2 separate regions of the Arachis hypogaea genome follow, and region 2 is linked to region 1. Evidence: chromatin contacts called from public Hi-C data. All regions are on one chromosome and are shown on one strand. Each heading gives the region's core, a stretch centred on a gene start, on an enhancer-like site or on the middle of the called end of the contact. The rest is flanking DNA. Distances are from core to core; before and after follow the strand shown.

Region 1 (7,810 bases), core at 3,343-5,842:
ATAAAAGTAAACATGGTATAAAAAAATAAAAAATTATCTTTTATCATGTTCACATGCAGATTAGTTAAGGCTATGCGATCTGTATTCGGTTTAATTACTCTGTTGATTCTTATAGTTTTAGAAAATTTTTAATTAGGTTTTTATACTTTTTTTTATTGGGTCTCTGCACTAAATTTTTTTTCAATTAGGTCTTTCTTGGTAATAATTAGCATTATTGTATAGAGACTCAACTAAAAAAAAATTGGTACAAGAACTCAAATAAACAAAGAATGTGGGGACTCAATTAAAAAAAAATTAGTGCAAAGACTCAATTAAAAAAAATGTATAAAGACTTAATTAAAAATTTTACAGAAATATAAAAACCAACAAAATAATTAATCTTCTGTATTCAAGTCCAAAACAAATTTATGTAAAGATTTCTTTTGATAAATAATTTTTTGGGTATAGTTTCAAAAACATTCTATTAATATATTAGAGGTTTTTTTTTTTTTTTGGTCATACAACTCTCAGACACATTTACACTCAACGCAAGGGTTTAGCTACAGTACAGCACTTTGAGATATGATGATGGACCAATAAGCTAAAGCCTCAGCTGCATATGTTAGAGGTTTTCTTTTAATTTATATTCTTGGTACTACAAGGACTCGAGGAGATTCGAACCCGAGTGTGGGGAAATCTAACCACAACTGTGGTACCCACTAAGCTATTCTTAGCTGTGGCTTCTTTTGATGTTTTTATCATTTTAAGTTTGGGTTTGTGCTCTTATTTGGGTCTTCCTCCGATTTTGGAATCAATAACTTACTGGGGAAAAAAGCGCAACGTTTATCATAAGTGGCCTCTCTAACATGTGTTTTCTTTTTTGACCAAAAACCTATAAAACATGTGTTTTCTTTTTTCTTTCAGGCTCTCAAATATATGCTCCGTTTAGTTTTGTACTCCTATCTGGATCATGAAAAAAAAAATAAACGACTGTTTGGATCATTACTTTCTTAGGTCCCAAAATTAACGTCCAATAGTTTCATGTTTTTTGTGATCTTTTCGGGTTAATATCTGAGTCAACTATTATTCCAAAAGAGATATTTTTCGATCTAAAGAATATATTAGAACGAGTTTCACGCGATTCTTTAGTCAAATTTGAACAACAATTTTGGTCTAAAATTGGAATGTAGCCTTTGTTTACGGAGTTAATAGTCAAAATCGTTTTTAAAAGATATCCCGATCTCCATTTTCGTTCTCGAAATATAAATTTAACCAAAATCATCCTCGAAAGATTTAAAATTAATCACGTTAGTCCCTTCGTCTATTCTGTCACTAACAACGTTAACTTTGTTGACGTGGCATGTTAGTTTTTTTTTGTTTTTTTATCATAGGTTATTAAGCTCAAAAAACAAAAATAGAACCCTAACTACCCAGAACTCGACCCACCCGTACCCACCCCAAAAATCCCTCCTTAACCATCTGAGTAGCTTCAAGTCTCTATTCCCTTCCCGCTGCAACACAACCTCCGCCACCTATCAAGCGTCTTAGAGCCCCTGCTCCACAGCTGCTGTCTTTTTCTACTATCGGTTTGGATTAAGTCTTTCACATTTGGAGAGAGATCTGACTTACTTTGGAGTTTGGATTTTGGAGGTCGTCTCTGTGAAAACGGTATTTCTTCTCTCTGTCGCTTTTGTTAGGGTTATTTAACAAATATTCTTGGTGCTTAAACTTATATCACTCCTTCACCACACTGGTATGTTTTATCATTGTAGCTCCTTTTTATTACTACTATTTTATATCATCTCGTGTGAAATTTTTATTTTCTGAAACTGTTGTGTCCAAAGATTTTGCCTTTTTTGGGGAATATCAGGTGTGGTGGTGTGATCATTCATGGTACACCGATCATGCGCTTTTGTTTTTGTGTTTTTTATTCTAGTAATTTTTTTGTTTATCTTTGGGTTGCATTTTTGCATGCTTGGTTTTGTTCATAGAACGAGGTCTTATCTTTGCTTAAACATTTAAAATTAAACATTTTCTCTTGGTTAATTATTTTGCATGTTTGAGAATGTGATGATGCTATGTTGATTCCTTTGTTTATTTTGACATGCACCGAATTGGATTGGGGGTGAAAAGCGAGCACTATACCATTGATGCGGCGGCGGTGGCAGCAGCTGTGGAGCAGAGACTCTAAGACGCTTGATAGATGACGGAGGTTGAAATTCAGGCAAGGCGTGGTATCTCTGTAATATCTGGCAACGACGGTGGTGGTTACTGGAGACGGTGCGTAGCATGAAAAAACTTGAAGAACCACCATTGCGGGGGTTGTGTTGCAGCGGGACGGAAATGGAGGCTCGAAGCTACTCAAAATCTCAGATGGGTTGAGGAGGGATTTTCGGGGCGGGTACGGGTGGGTCGGATTCTGGGTAATTAGTGTTTTGTTTCTGTTTTTTGGATGACCAAAAAGACAAAAAAAAAAAAACTAACGTGCCACATCAACAAAGTTAACGTTATTTGTGACAGAATAAACGGAAGAACTAACGTGATTAATTTTAAATTTATCTTTCAGGAATAAAAATGGAGATCGCAATTTTGACTATTAACTCTTTGTTTACGGTTAAGAAAAGCTGAAAAAATTTTGAAGGTCATAATAAGCCCAACCAGAATAATTGGACGCATTCTAGCCTATTTGTTCATATTACAAACTTTTATATGGCCCATTTTAATGAGCTACTCACAAATTTCAGAAAATGCTGATGGGCCTGAATTACATTGACGTCCTAATTAGTGGTGACTAGGTTACTGTGTATGAGTGGTTTCTACGACAAAAAAAAAAAAGTGATATCTTTATTGGTGTTTTGAATTTTGATATCTCACCTCTATTTATTTTTTCTTCAATTACAAATTCAGAAGGATGTACCATGGAGTACTGGAGGTCTCAATGATGCTAACGAATTCACTATTAATCAAGAAAATAAATTGAACAAGCCTAATATATAGCCAAAGCTTCATCCTACTATACAAACTCTCCTCAAAATTTGTCCTAGCTACTCACTCTTCTATTCTTCCTCGTGCACATTACCCACCTCCCTAACCTATTTAATCAGCCCAAAATGGTGAAATTTCAAAACCCAGATCCTCTACTTGAAAATGACAACAATAACCCTAGACTTAATTTAAAATGAGGGAAAAAAAATTGCTAGAGCGCTTAGAATTTTCGCCAAAAAGTAAGTGATAGAATTAATAATATTTGAACGAGTTAGTTAATTGTATTACTAATCTATATCTAATCGGCACGAAACAGTCTGACAATATTATTCTAACTCCCAACATTTTAAAATATTCGTCACATTTAAAATTTGTTATATTCATAACTTTGTGTATCTAGATACATTAAATTATGAATATACTAGATTAAATTATGAATATACTAAAATGACCAGATCCTATAGAATGGAGGGAGTGACTAATATGAACAATCAATTTGAAGGTACATGGTAGTATTTCCCTTTACAAATGCATCTATAAACTATAGGGCAGGACTCTGCAATTGAGCACTTGAAACTAACCATAACCCTCTTGCAAGGAAAACATGGTCCACATGCATGGGAACAATCTGGTATGGAGGATCCAGTTGAACTCTGTTCCAATACAACATCTTCCTTTGCTTCTTCCTACATAAGTCACATACAGGTTGTTTGGTAAATTATACAGAACCCATTAAATAATCCCATCCAATCCCATATGTCTTGAAAGCAGACAAGTGAGTTAACATAACATTATGCGCTTCATTTATTTTATTTTATTTTAAATTTGGTAATAGATTATTATAATAACAAACAAAAAGGAATACAGAGAGTAATAAAACTATTGAATTGAACCTTTTTATTTCTAATTGCTGCTACCTCCTCTTGCAAGTTATTCAACTTAACTGCAAAACAAGAGAAAAAGTTACCTGTTAAGAAATTAAAAATAAATTGTAGCACTAAGACCCTTTTAATAAGAACATTGTGACAACCATAAAAGGTTATTAGTTTTGTAATTCTTAAATAATATGATCCTTGAAATGATAATTCGAAGTTGGAATTTCAATTTTAAACTATATTTAAATTTTGAAATATGTTCAACTTGCTTGAAAAATATTCATGATTTTACTATCTTATGATTTATAGATGGAATGGACTATGTTATCTCTGACTATCTAATTTTTTTCTCTTTTATATATATTAATTTTACATAAATAATATACGGTAAAAAATCACAATTAACTTTGTCAACTGGGGGGGGGGGGGGGGGGGGGAAATGATAGTAAATTGGTAATTAGGAAAGGAGCATTTGACTTACCATTATTTGGAATCACCCTACGGCTCCAACCAATGGAAACCAACATGAAGAAGATCACAAATAGGAAAAACTTGTGGGTTCCAAGTGACAAAGTGCTCATAATGTCACCAACTACTAATACTCTCCCAACTTAACAATGACTTGGAAATTTTTTTATTCTTTTATTTTTCAATTTTTCATTACTAGAGGATATGGAGTCTAGTGAGAAAGTGAGAAGCAAAAAGCATAGGATAGGGTGTACTTTTGAGATGGAATTGATTTGTTGATGAGTTAATAGGATTTGTGTTACACATATACATATATATAGAGAGAAATAATGATGAAGATGCAAAGAGATCCTATTAAATGAGCAATGTGGTACATCTGCTCCATTTCACATGATACACGGCCTACTTTAATTAAAGGTTTCACAGGTTTTTGTTGAGTCCTCCAATTTTGTTTTCCCTTGTGTTTTGTTTTTTTTTTTAATTCTTTTAATAAATGAACATTTGTTTGTTACTAACTATTAGAATTTTACTAATAACTATCCTGACAATATTTGTTAAGGTCACTAAGAAAAGCAAGGATCTAATACGTTAAATTTTAAAATTTTAAATATTTATTTTTTTGTAGCAAATTACTACTTTATTAACCTTAACTTACTAACCTTAACAAGCAGGTTAATAGAGTGATTGGTGAGTTAAAAAATTTGAATATAGATTTAAATTAGAGAATTCTATCAAAATAGGTCTTCAAAGTATATTTGGCTAATTTTAGTGTATAAATAATATTTTTGTAGTGTACATATATAGACCACACCTTCACAACCTTATTTCCTCTTGAAAAGGATTTCGGATATTGTGAAGAAAATCTGTTACACATATTGTCTCTCTGAGCTTTTCACATGTTGAGCAAAGTAATATTTTTGGTTTTTTGTTTTTTGTTTTTTGTTTTTTTTTTTGTTTTTTTATATTTCAGAAGCTTGTGAAAAGCGTTATACATTTTCTCCTGCATACCATAGCTGCTTTCGAACTTTACAAAAAGCAGACCAAGTTATATACTTACACATCACTGCAATTATGTATTATGGTGAATTACATCAATTAAAAAATTATTTAAAAATTAATTGCTTTGATTGGTGATCAGCCTGTATTTTATAGAATAAAATAATAAAATAAAAAGCAATCATAAATATCAAACCAAAAAGTCATGTTTTTTGTAATTGAATTTAATTGCATGCTACAATGTGAGTGGACTAAATCCTTACAATAATTTTAATGATTTATGTTTTTTTTATTATTTTAATTTTTTAAATTCAAAATTCAGTATATTAATCCCCAAGATCCAGTTTTAGAGTTTGAACACTATAATAACTCTTAGATCTTTTCTAATACTGATCAAGTGAAAAAAATACTGTGTTATATTTGACTTGTCACTCTAAATACAGGACTAACGACATCGTTTTGTTTTATCATTAAAAAAAAGACAAAAAACGAGAAGACGAAAAAGAGTTTATATAATGTGCAAATCATTTTATCTTCTTTTATTTTTTAACCTTTTATCTAGTATGATAAGTCAGAACTAATTCAACATTTTGTCTGTTGACTCAACTTCAGAAAAAATTTGGAGACCAATATGGTATTTGAAGTTAGATTTCGATATCAGTATAGTGAATTTTAGATTTAGAAAACTAAAATAGTAAAAATCGTGAATTTAAAATATCACCTTCGAAATTTAGTTACGTGAGTGAAAATATTTTTGTACATATTTTTATACGTAATTAATAATACCATGCTATTTGAAATTATTCTTGCAATGAATTTTTTTTTTCCGATCATCATAAAAAGAATAATCAAGCTGAAGGGTAATTTAAAAAAATTACATTAGAAAATGACAATTTAAATTCAAGAGTGATAGCATGACTCCTGTATTAAAAGAAGAGCATTTAGTCAAAAAAAAAAGCATTTATGAATTTTGAATAATAAATTCCACACTTTTTGAGGGAGAACAGATTGGGGACTCAGCAGGCATCACTAGTAGGGCTCACCTATCAGAGGAAAGGGAGCAGAAAATGTTGGTTTGAATGATGGCATTAATTGAGACACACTTTTGATTGTTTGAAAAGTGAAAACAAATGAAGATGGTAAATTAAATTAAAATAAAACAGAATGATGAAACTACACATAACCTGAATGTTCAGGCCAAATATAAGCTAGATTTTTTTAAAATATTTTGGGTTCAAGTAATATTTCAAAAATCGAACTGATTATCGAATTTATGGAGTAAGAAATCGAACTAATTTATATACTTATATATAAATATATTTTTTTAAAATATTTTTTATATTTTATAATTTAAAATTAATTAACTACTAAAAAATACTAGTTCAATTAATTTATTATTTTTTTATTTGTTTTTCTGGTTTTTTATTAACTTATTCATAATTGATTGGCTAATTTTTGGTTAATCTGATCAAACTAATTTTTATCATGAACCGAACCATAAGTTCAAGTATGATTTTTGCTTATTGTCCGCCAAGTTTCAAATATTGATTAGCATGTGTTCGAGAAAAAATAAATTTGTGAATAAAACACTATTATTTGAATTCCTAATATTTGAGTTAAACTTTAATTTTGTTCCTAATGTTTGAAATATTTTTTTTATCTCACTTGTTTTGCCTTATGTTAATTGTACGATAAAAAATTATTTCTTTTTTCACAAAAACAAAAACACCCTTCCTCCTCTTTTCAATAACAGAACAAAAAAATTTTAGCAGTCATAGTCGTAGTAATTATAATGATTGAGAATAAAAATAGCAGAATAATTTGATAAAAAAATAAAATAAAGAAAAAATTATATTTTTGAAAGAAAATTTTAATTTTGATTAGAAAAAAAGATAGTACAAAATAAAATGTTCAAGACAAAATTAGTAGAACGTTTTAAACGTTCAAAATGAGATTAGAATTTAGCAGAGATGTTAAGAAATAAAACAATTTTATTAGATAATCAACAAGAGGTGCAGTTAAATATGAATAAGAACAAAGAAATATATAAATAATAAGAGCAAAAAGTCAAAAGGTGCAGAATATCAAGCTCCAGACTCGACCTACGAAGCTAAGGCCGGCCAGAGAACATGTACATATATACATGCATATAAGTATATACCAAAATATCCCAACAGACATAAAGTAATCGGCTAGTTCTCCAAAAAGCCTCTAAGAGGATTAAATTAGGCGCAAAAGAGCATATTTTCATAATCAAGCACAAATTGGAAGGGAAGTTCAAAATCATCTTATTCAAGGGAATAAGTGCAAGTTTATATGATGTAATCCATTCAATTTCAACCAAAAATCATAATCAAATATGGATTCATCAAATACGCCTAATTTTTCAACTTTTTCTTGCTTCATCATCAATTGCTCAAGCTTATGTTTTAATGATTTGTGAACTTTTTCTTCAATTAAATATGCGCTCTACGCATACCTCAATCAATCATTTTTAGCATATGGCT
Region 2 (7,810 bases), core at 2,282-4,781, 120 kb before region 1:
CTAAGAAGAAAGACAAAAGAAAAGGGCCACTGAACTGAAGCTACTCAAGGTTGTTAAGTCTCATGGTTGACACTTTTGAAATTCTGAATTTCTGCTTAATTTTTTTATGTTTAATTTCTGTTTAGTGATAGTTGCAATATTAGGATAGTTTATGTTTAATGTTTAATTTCCTCATGTTCTAAAGTCTTTTATGAGTCCTTGAAGCTTACAAGAAAGAAAATGAAATGTTGTTAAAAGTCTCATGATCATCAATAAAAGAATAGTTTGTTCCCATAAGAGTCTATGGTGAGTTATGCAAAAACAAGAGTAAAAGAGACTAAGACCAAGTGAGAACATTCAAAATTAAGAGATAAGGAACTAAGTATAGGACCTTGGATGAACTTGAAAGAGAATAAGTCATGATAAGCAACTAGACTTGGAGGGTATGACAAGTAGAGGCTAAGGATGTCCCTTAAATATCCATAGAACCAAGAAGTAGTAAGCAACAAAGACCCAAGGCTCTGAGCATCAACTACTAGGATGGAAGGAAACACTAAATAGCTCAAAAGAGTTAGAAATCCTAATAGATTCTTGTGGTGAAGATGTGTCAAGAAAAGAGGGGTATTTGATTTTGAATGTTGGTTAGGAGTTTGGGATTACCGAGTTGGTTTAGTCCATGAAGAAGGTCTGGACCCGATTAATCAGGTTTAGAGACTGTTCCGGCGAGGGACCCAATTAACGAATATTAAAACAAAAATTGAGGATATAGACCCTAAAATAGCATAACAACAATACGAATAAAAATCTATTTATTACTTATTACGCATGCGAATATATTTTTCTTCGTTATCCTATGAGATCTCCGCAAATTCAAAAGTAATAACTTTTTGTTTAAATAAAAAACCATATAATACGATAACAAGAGAGTATTAATAGTAAGGTTCTGAAAATCGGTTCGAATCGGCTGGTCGAACTGGTTGAATTGTGAACCGATGAGAAAAGTGATTTGGTTGAAAGGTATAACCGCCTGTTTCAAAAATCAAAATTAAGCCGTTGAACCGAACGAAAACCGATTAGTCAGACCGAACCGAGATCTGGCCGATTTTCACATTTCATCCCAAAATGGCACCATTTTTAGTTTTAAATTAAAAAAATTAGAAAAAATAAAAGAACCCCACTATCACTCACCTTCATTCTGCTTTTCTCTGAAAGAAAAACCCTAGCCTCCATCACTACTCTCTTCTTCAAGCTATGTCACCGCCACCGTCCTACCACCTCCGCCAAATCTGGTACAATCGTCACCCCACTGCTTTAGCATTGTTGTAGCTTGTCTCTATCGCCGCGTCACATCGAGCACCTTCTCATTCTCCTTCCTCTCATCAAGCTCGTCTCACACTCAGCCACTCTCATTCTCCTTCCTCTCATCGAGCTCCTCCTTCACTCCCTCACTTCTGTCCAGCCACTGTTGCAACTTCCTTTCCCTCCATCGCGCAATCACCGTTGTAAATTCCTTCTCCTCCACCGGCGCCAACTCTGTTCCACCGTGCTCCTGTCCTTTTAGCCGCGTCAGCCCTTCGGTCGTGCTCCCTGTCCCTCTAGCTCAATCTACTCTATTCTAGCTTCTAGGTATTAATTTTTTTGTAATTATAATTGACTAATTGTTGTTAGTTAATTTGTAAATTGTGATATTTTATTACTGTGATTTAGGAATTAAGATACTTTTAAATAATTGTTATTACTTAATCTGTAAACTTTGTTGTCATTACTTGTTACTGGGTTGCATAATTTTTAATAATTTTGACTGTTAAGATTACTGGTTGGAGTGGGTTGTTATAGATTGCTGTGATATTGTAATTGAATTGTATTGTTTGCTCAGACTACTCCAAATGAAGACAATGGCTTCAATTAATTTTAATTTTTTTTCTCTTCTTTTTCATTCTTTGCTCAAAACATTTATTTTTGTTTGAGATTCTACTAGTAGTACTCATATTGAAATTTGAATAATTGAATGGTTAGCTTTGCTCCTCTGCTGTATTGTACATTTGTTATTCTATTTTCTTGTTTTGGATTGAATCATTGAAGGATTAGTTGATTTAGTTTACTGATTAACTGTTGTGTTACTGTTTTATATTTTGTGATTTTTATTTATAGTGATGTGCTACTATTTTGTGTTTTATGGCTCAATTATACTTAAATTGTGACTGAGTTAATGACTTAATTATATTTTAGATTTAAATTATTGAATGATTAATTAATTATTAATTTGCTATGACTACTCTATTGTAATGCTGTTGTATTTTGTGATTTTTATACAATAATAATGTGTTTAGATCGTATGATTATTGATTAATTGTACTTTCGTGTTTTGTGATTTTTATAATGATGTAATGTTTTATATTTTGTGATTCAATTATACTATCTATAATTATGAGATAAGGTATTTATTTATTATTTATTATTTAATATTTAATTATAAAATAATTTTTTTGATTACATTACCATTAAATTAGTTAAATTAATAAATTAATAATTAAAATAGTTTGACGAATGGTCTAGCTTTTAGAACCTCAATTAATAGCGATGAGTATAGTTGTAAAAACTGGACCGGACCGGTCAGTTTGACCAAAAAACCAGTGAATCGGATCTTATACCGATTCGCTTTAATATATTGACCGCTTAAGAAAATGAACCGGTCAAAACCAGTACGAATCGATCAAATCGGTCAAAACTGACACGGTTCAAAATTGAACCGGTCCGGTCAACAACGCGGTCAATGGTCAACCTGCGTGACGTTGTGACGTTATGCTGATTAGAAAAAATGTATTGCAAGCAATGGAAGTCGAACTTTGCTCTTTTGAAATTAAGACAAAATTAACAACCACGGCACTAATCCGTTTCTTTAACTTTTTGAATGCTTTTTAAAATATATATACCACACACACACATATATATACATAGAAATACTTAATTCATTTTTTAACTGAAGTACAAATTAATTAATTTTAAAATAAAAAATGATAATGAATAAAAAAATAAAATAAAAATTACTTATTCTAAAAAAAATAAATTTATATAATTATTTAATTATATACAAATATTTAGACCTTAAAATTATTCTTTGGATATAATTCATAAATTGTTATTCTTATTGTATCTTATATTAAGATACTATATAGTAGTATGAACTAATTATATGTCTATCTTTGTATTAGTTATTTATAGAATTTGACTTAACTGTTTTTAAAATATTAATAAAAATATGTATTTCAAATTTTAATTTTAAATTTTTGATTATTTTATATTTTTTATTTGTGTGAGAGCGATTTTACCGGTTGAATCAATAACTTATGAGTTGAATTAGTAAACTAGTAAACTAATAATGTGATCTGTTCGATTACTAATTCGGTTTTGAATGATGACGATGAGTGATAGCAGGCCGCTGCAAAATGCAGATGTCTGTGGCGCGTGAAAAGCAGGGAGAGGGGAGAGGGGAGAGTGCGTAACTGAAGCGGGGCCAAAGAGATAGGTTAGGCGGAGTTGTCAAGAAGGTGGGTTTTTCCGTATGGACCGTACGCCCGTACAAAAGGACAGGCCACCGACCCACTTGCTTTCTTTAATGATTCACACCAAAGACACCATCAACGCTTTCTGACAAGGATTACCACCAAATTCTTCCTTGGCCCCACTAATAATTTAACTTTTTTTTTGTTTACGTTCAAAACCTTGAATCATTTACTATTCCTTTTATTGGTAGACTACTAGTAGTAGAAGTAGGTTAGTAGTTCTCAATTTCTCATCAGATATGAAAGACAATTATTTTCTTCCTTGCTTTTTCCTTTTTTTAAATATTTTTATCTTTTTACAGGTTTTTATTATTTGTGATATATATTGAAAAGTGAAACTGTATAATTTTTCATTCATTTAGTAATTTGAAGAAAATTTTCTAATCATTTTAGTAATAATAAAAGCTTTGATAGTAATATTTCTGGTAGTAAAAACTAGATAATATCCACCATTAAATCAAAGAAAAAATGTTCGGCTTTCATTTAATTAGTCATTTTTTATATTATTAAAATAAATACTCAAGACAATTTTTATTTATTCATTTTTTGAGAATTGAGACACACCCTTTTTTTAGCCAGACAACCATGGGATCTTTCATGAAAATGGAAAGAGGTGGGTTATGTATTTACTCTAGATATTGAATAAATAAAGCTGAATATGACACAAAAAAATTAAATTAAAAAGATTATTGATTTATTCTTTATCTTTTGTTAAATGCATCGTGATTAAAACTGGCATTCTCATTTTTGCTAAACTGATTTTCAAGAAATAATTATGAGCACACTATCATGACGACAAGGTTGCAATTAAGATCAAGTTCCAACTCATCTGAGCAACATATTTTGATGGCAAACATGACCTACATGCTTTGGACTGGGCTTGGCCTATTAAATAAGCCCATCAATTTAAAACCAAAAAATTTGGTTTTGGTCGCCTACTTATTTTAGTATTCACAACCATCCGTTCCCTGTGTCTCATGCATGTCCATTGCCATTGCTACCACAACCACAATCAAGGAATCCTAATTAAGAGGATGGTCCCTATGTAGGACCATATGTATTATGGGGTTCTTAATTGTTTTCTTCAATGGCACGGATGAGTAGGTTTTCATCTTTCAAATTCCACCATGGAATAATTGGCATTAATTCATAAGGGAAAATAAAGAAAGATGGGATTTCACTACCGTTTCAATAAGGGACAAATTAACATAGTGATTGAATGTGGGATATTTCTTCGAAGATTATGTGAACCAATTTATGGACAATGCAAAGCAACACTCACTAGTTCGGTTAAGTAAGTGTTGAGATTTCGGATTTCATTTTGTGTATTGGTGCATGAAACTGGCTTCGCATAATTCGTACAGATAAACTGGCAAGTATACCGGGTCGTATAAATAATACCTGAGGTGAGTCAGGGTCGATCTCACGGAGATTGTTAGTTTGAACAAGTAGTGGATATCTTGTAGATCTTAGTTAGGTGGATAGAAATTATAGTCTGTCACAAAAAACATATAAAACAGATAAATAGAATATTACTAGGTAGATAGGAATTCAATGGTGATAAAATGGTTGAGACTTCAGAGATGCTTTGTCTTTCCGAATTAACTTTTCTTACTGTCTTCTTCAATAACCTTCTGATTCATTCAATAACACTCATAAGTAATTAACTCATGTCCTCTCATCAAGTTAACCTCTTTCACTGCAGCAATCCACCACGTTGAGATAACTCATGTCCTCTTATCAAGCCACCTTTAGGTTTCTCACTGTAGCAGAAGATGAAGCTCTAAGCAATCCACTCCCCTTCACGATCCTACTCAAGGTGCCACAGACAAGGCAGATCTTTCGGATCAGAAAGTGCTGCTTCTCTTACCCTAGCCTTAACGCCACAGAGACCTCACACACCCATAGTCAACGGGATTATATGTCACATATCCAATATTGCTCAGATACTCTATTGGAATCCGCAATGTAATCTCTAGCTTTAGTTCAACACAATCCGAGTCAGGAATCGCACGGAACCCATGTAGAACAAGGGTGATTGTCACGGGTCACCCTCAATTCATAAGATGAAGAACGAGGTTGCATAAGAGAATAGAATCAGACATATTGAATGAAAACAGTAATATTATTGATCCATGAAACTCAGTAGAGCTCCTAATCTTAACCTTAGGAGGTCAGTGACTCATGTTATACAAAAAAAAAATATGAAAGGTTCGAATGGGGGAGAAGAAGATTCCGAACAAGGGTGATCTGCTCTTATAAATACTAAAATGCTAACTAAGAATTACAGAAATCAGATAAATTAGTCTTGTAGTGCAAAAATCCACGTTCCGAGCCCACTTGGTGAGTGTTTGGGTTGAGCCAAGGGTGTCTCCACGTGTTAGTACCCCTTAAAAGCATTGAACGCTGGCTAGGGACTCCCTTTTGGGCGTTGGACGCCAACTGCTCCCCTGTGGGTGCTAGACGCCAGGAATGGGGCTGGTGGCAGGCGTTGAATGCCAGTTTTGGGCCTTCATTTCCAAAGCAAAGTATGGACTATATATTTCGGAAAATTCTTGGACGTCAGCTTTCCAAAGCCATTAAGAGCATGCTATTTGGACTTCTGTAGCTCCAGAAAAGCTCCTTCGAGGGCATGGAGGTCAGATCTTGACAGCATCTGCAGTCCTTTCTCGGTCTCTGAATCAAACTTTTGCTCAAGCTCCTCAATTTTAGCCAGAAATACCTGAAATCACCATAAAAAACACAAACTCAAAGTAGAATCCAGAAATGTGAATTTTGCAATAAAACCTATGAAAACATAATAAAACTTTAACAAAACATAATGGAAACTATATGAAATTGATGCCAAAAAGTGTATAAAATATCCGCTCATCAGAACACCAAACTTAAACTGTTGCTTGTCCCCAAGCAACCAAAAACAAAGTAGGATAAAAAGAAATAGAAGGATGCAATAAATTTAAGTGTTCTCAATGAAGCTCAGTTTCAATTAGATGAGCGAGACTAGTAGCTTTTTTCTTCTGAATAGTTTTGGCATCTCACTTTCCATTGAAGCTTAGAATAGTTGGCATCTTTAGGAACTTAGAATCTAGATGATACTATTGATTCTCTTAGTTAAGTTCTTTTTTATTCTTGAACACAGCTTCTTTAGAGTCTTGGCCGTGACCCTAAGCACTTTGTTTTTCAGTATTACCACCGGATACATAAATGCCAAAGACACTTAACTGGGTGAACCCTTTCGGATTGTGATTCAACTTCGCTAGAATCCCCAGCCAGTGGTGTCCAGAGTTCTTAAGCACACTCTTTGCTTTGGACCACAACTTTAACTGCTCAGTCTCAAGCTTTTCACTTGAAACCTTCACACCATAAGCATATAGTTAGGGAAGTAGCTCATTTGAACTGCCTAGGCTATGATATTTCTTTTAGGTCTCCTAACCATTGATGTTCAAAGTCTCGGATCCTTGCTCTTGCCTTTTGGTTTAAAGAGCTATTGGCTTATTTTTCTTGCTATATTTTTTCGCATTTTTTCCGCATATATATATATATATATATATATATATATATATATATATATATATATATATTAGAATTTTTCTTGATTTTTCTTGCTTCAAGAATTAATTTTAGAATTTTTCAGATCACCAGTAATACTTTACTTTTATCCTCATTCCTTCAAGAGCTAATATTCTTAACTCCAACATCAAATATCCACTTTTTATTTCATACATTTAGAAAACAAAAGCAATGCCACCACATCAAATAATTGAACTATTATTAATATAAAACTCGAAACTCATGCATCTTACTTTGCTTTTTCAATAAAATAATTTTTCTTTTAAGCAAGGTGAGACATTCATGGAATATTTCCTAGCTTTAAGACATAAAGACATATGATCATGCACTAGAAACAGACAATAAAACAAAATACATCGAAAATAGAAAAATAACATAGGCAATAGGGGAGTAAAGGGAACAAATCCACCTTAGTGATGGTGGCTACTACTCCTTCTAAAGGATCCAATGGAGTGTTTGATCTCCTCTATGTCACACCCCTGGCTCTGTTGTTCTTCCCTCATAGCTCTTTGTTCTTCCCTCATGGCTCTTTGATCTTCACTTATGTCATGGAGGATGGTGGAGTGTTCTTGATGTCCCATCATTAGTTGATCCATGCTGGAGCTCAATTTTCCTTGAGAAGTGTGCAATTGGTCTTAATAACCTTGGGGAGGAAAATACATCCTTGAGGTATCTCAGGGATTTTTTGTTGAGGCGGC

The links. Hi-C and Micro-C count contacts between places; a contact is called where the count stands out from the background.
Region 2: a Hi-C map of an unstated tissue shows a contact between it and region 1, with 4 times the contacts expected there. The contact joins the enhancer-like site here to the promoter of LOC112704124 in region 1. A contact is called at or near these places in 2 of 8 Hi-C or Micro-C datasets (leaf and an unstated tissue).

Annotation. Positions count from the first base shown.
Region 1 is chr7:69,945,025-69,952,834 of arahy.Tifrunner.gnm2.J5K5, reverse strand. It overlaps LOC112704124 (protein EPIDERMAL PATTERNING FACTOR 2-like), which reads right to left and starts at 4,592. Exons shown (of 3, transcript XM_025755668.3): 1 at 4,321-4,592; 2 at 3,858-3,907; 3 at 3,224-3,650. The coding sequence starts at 4,420. The coding sequence ends at 3,456.
Region 2 is chr7:70,062,897-70,070,706 of arahy.Tifrunner.gnm2.J5K5, reverse strand. No RefSeq gene overlaps it. Among protein-coding and RNA genes, the nearest start is that of LOC112704357, 38 kb to the right of the region's middle. Within about 2 kb of position 3,531, at least 2 of the 3 cell types and tissues checked have open chromatin away from gene starts, as enhancers often do.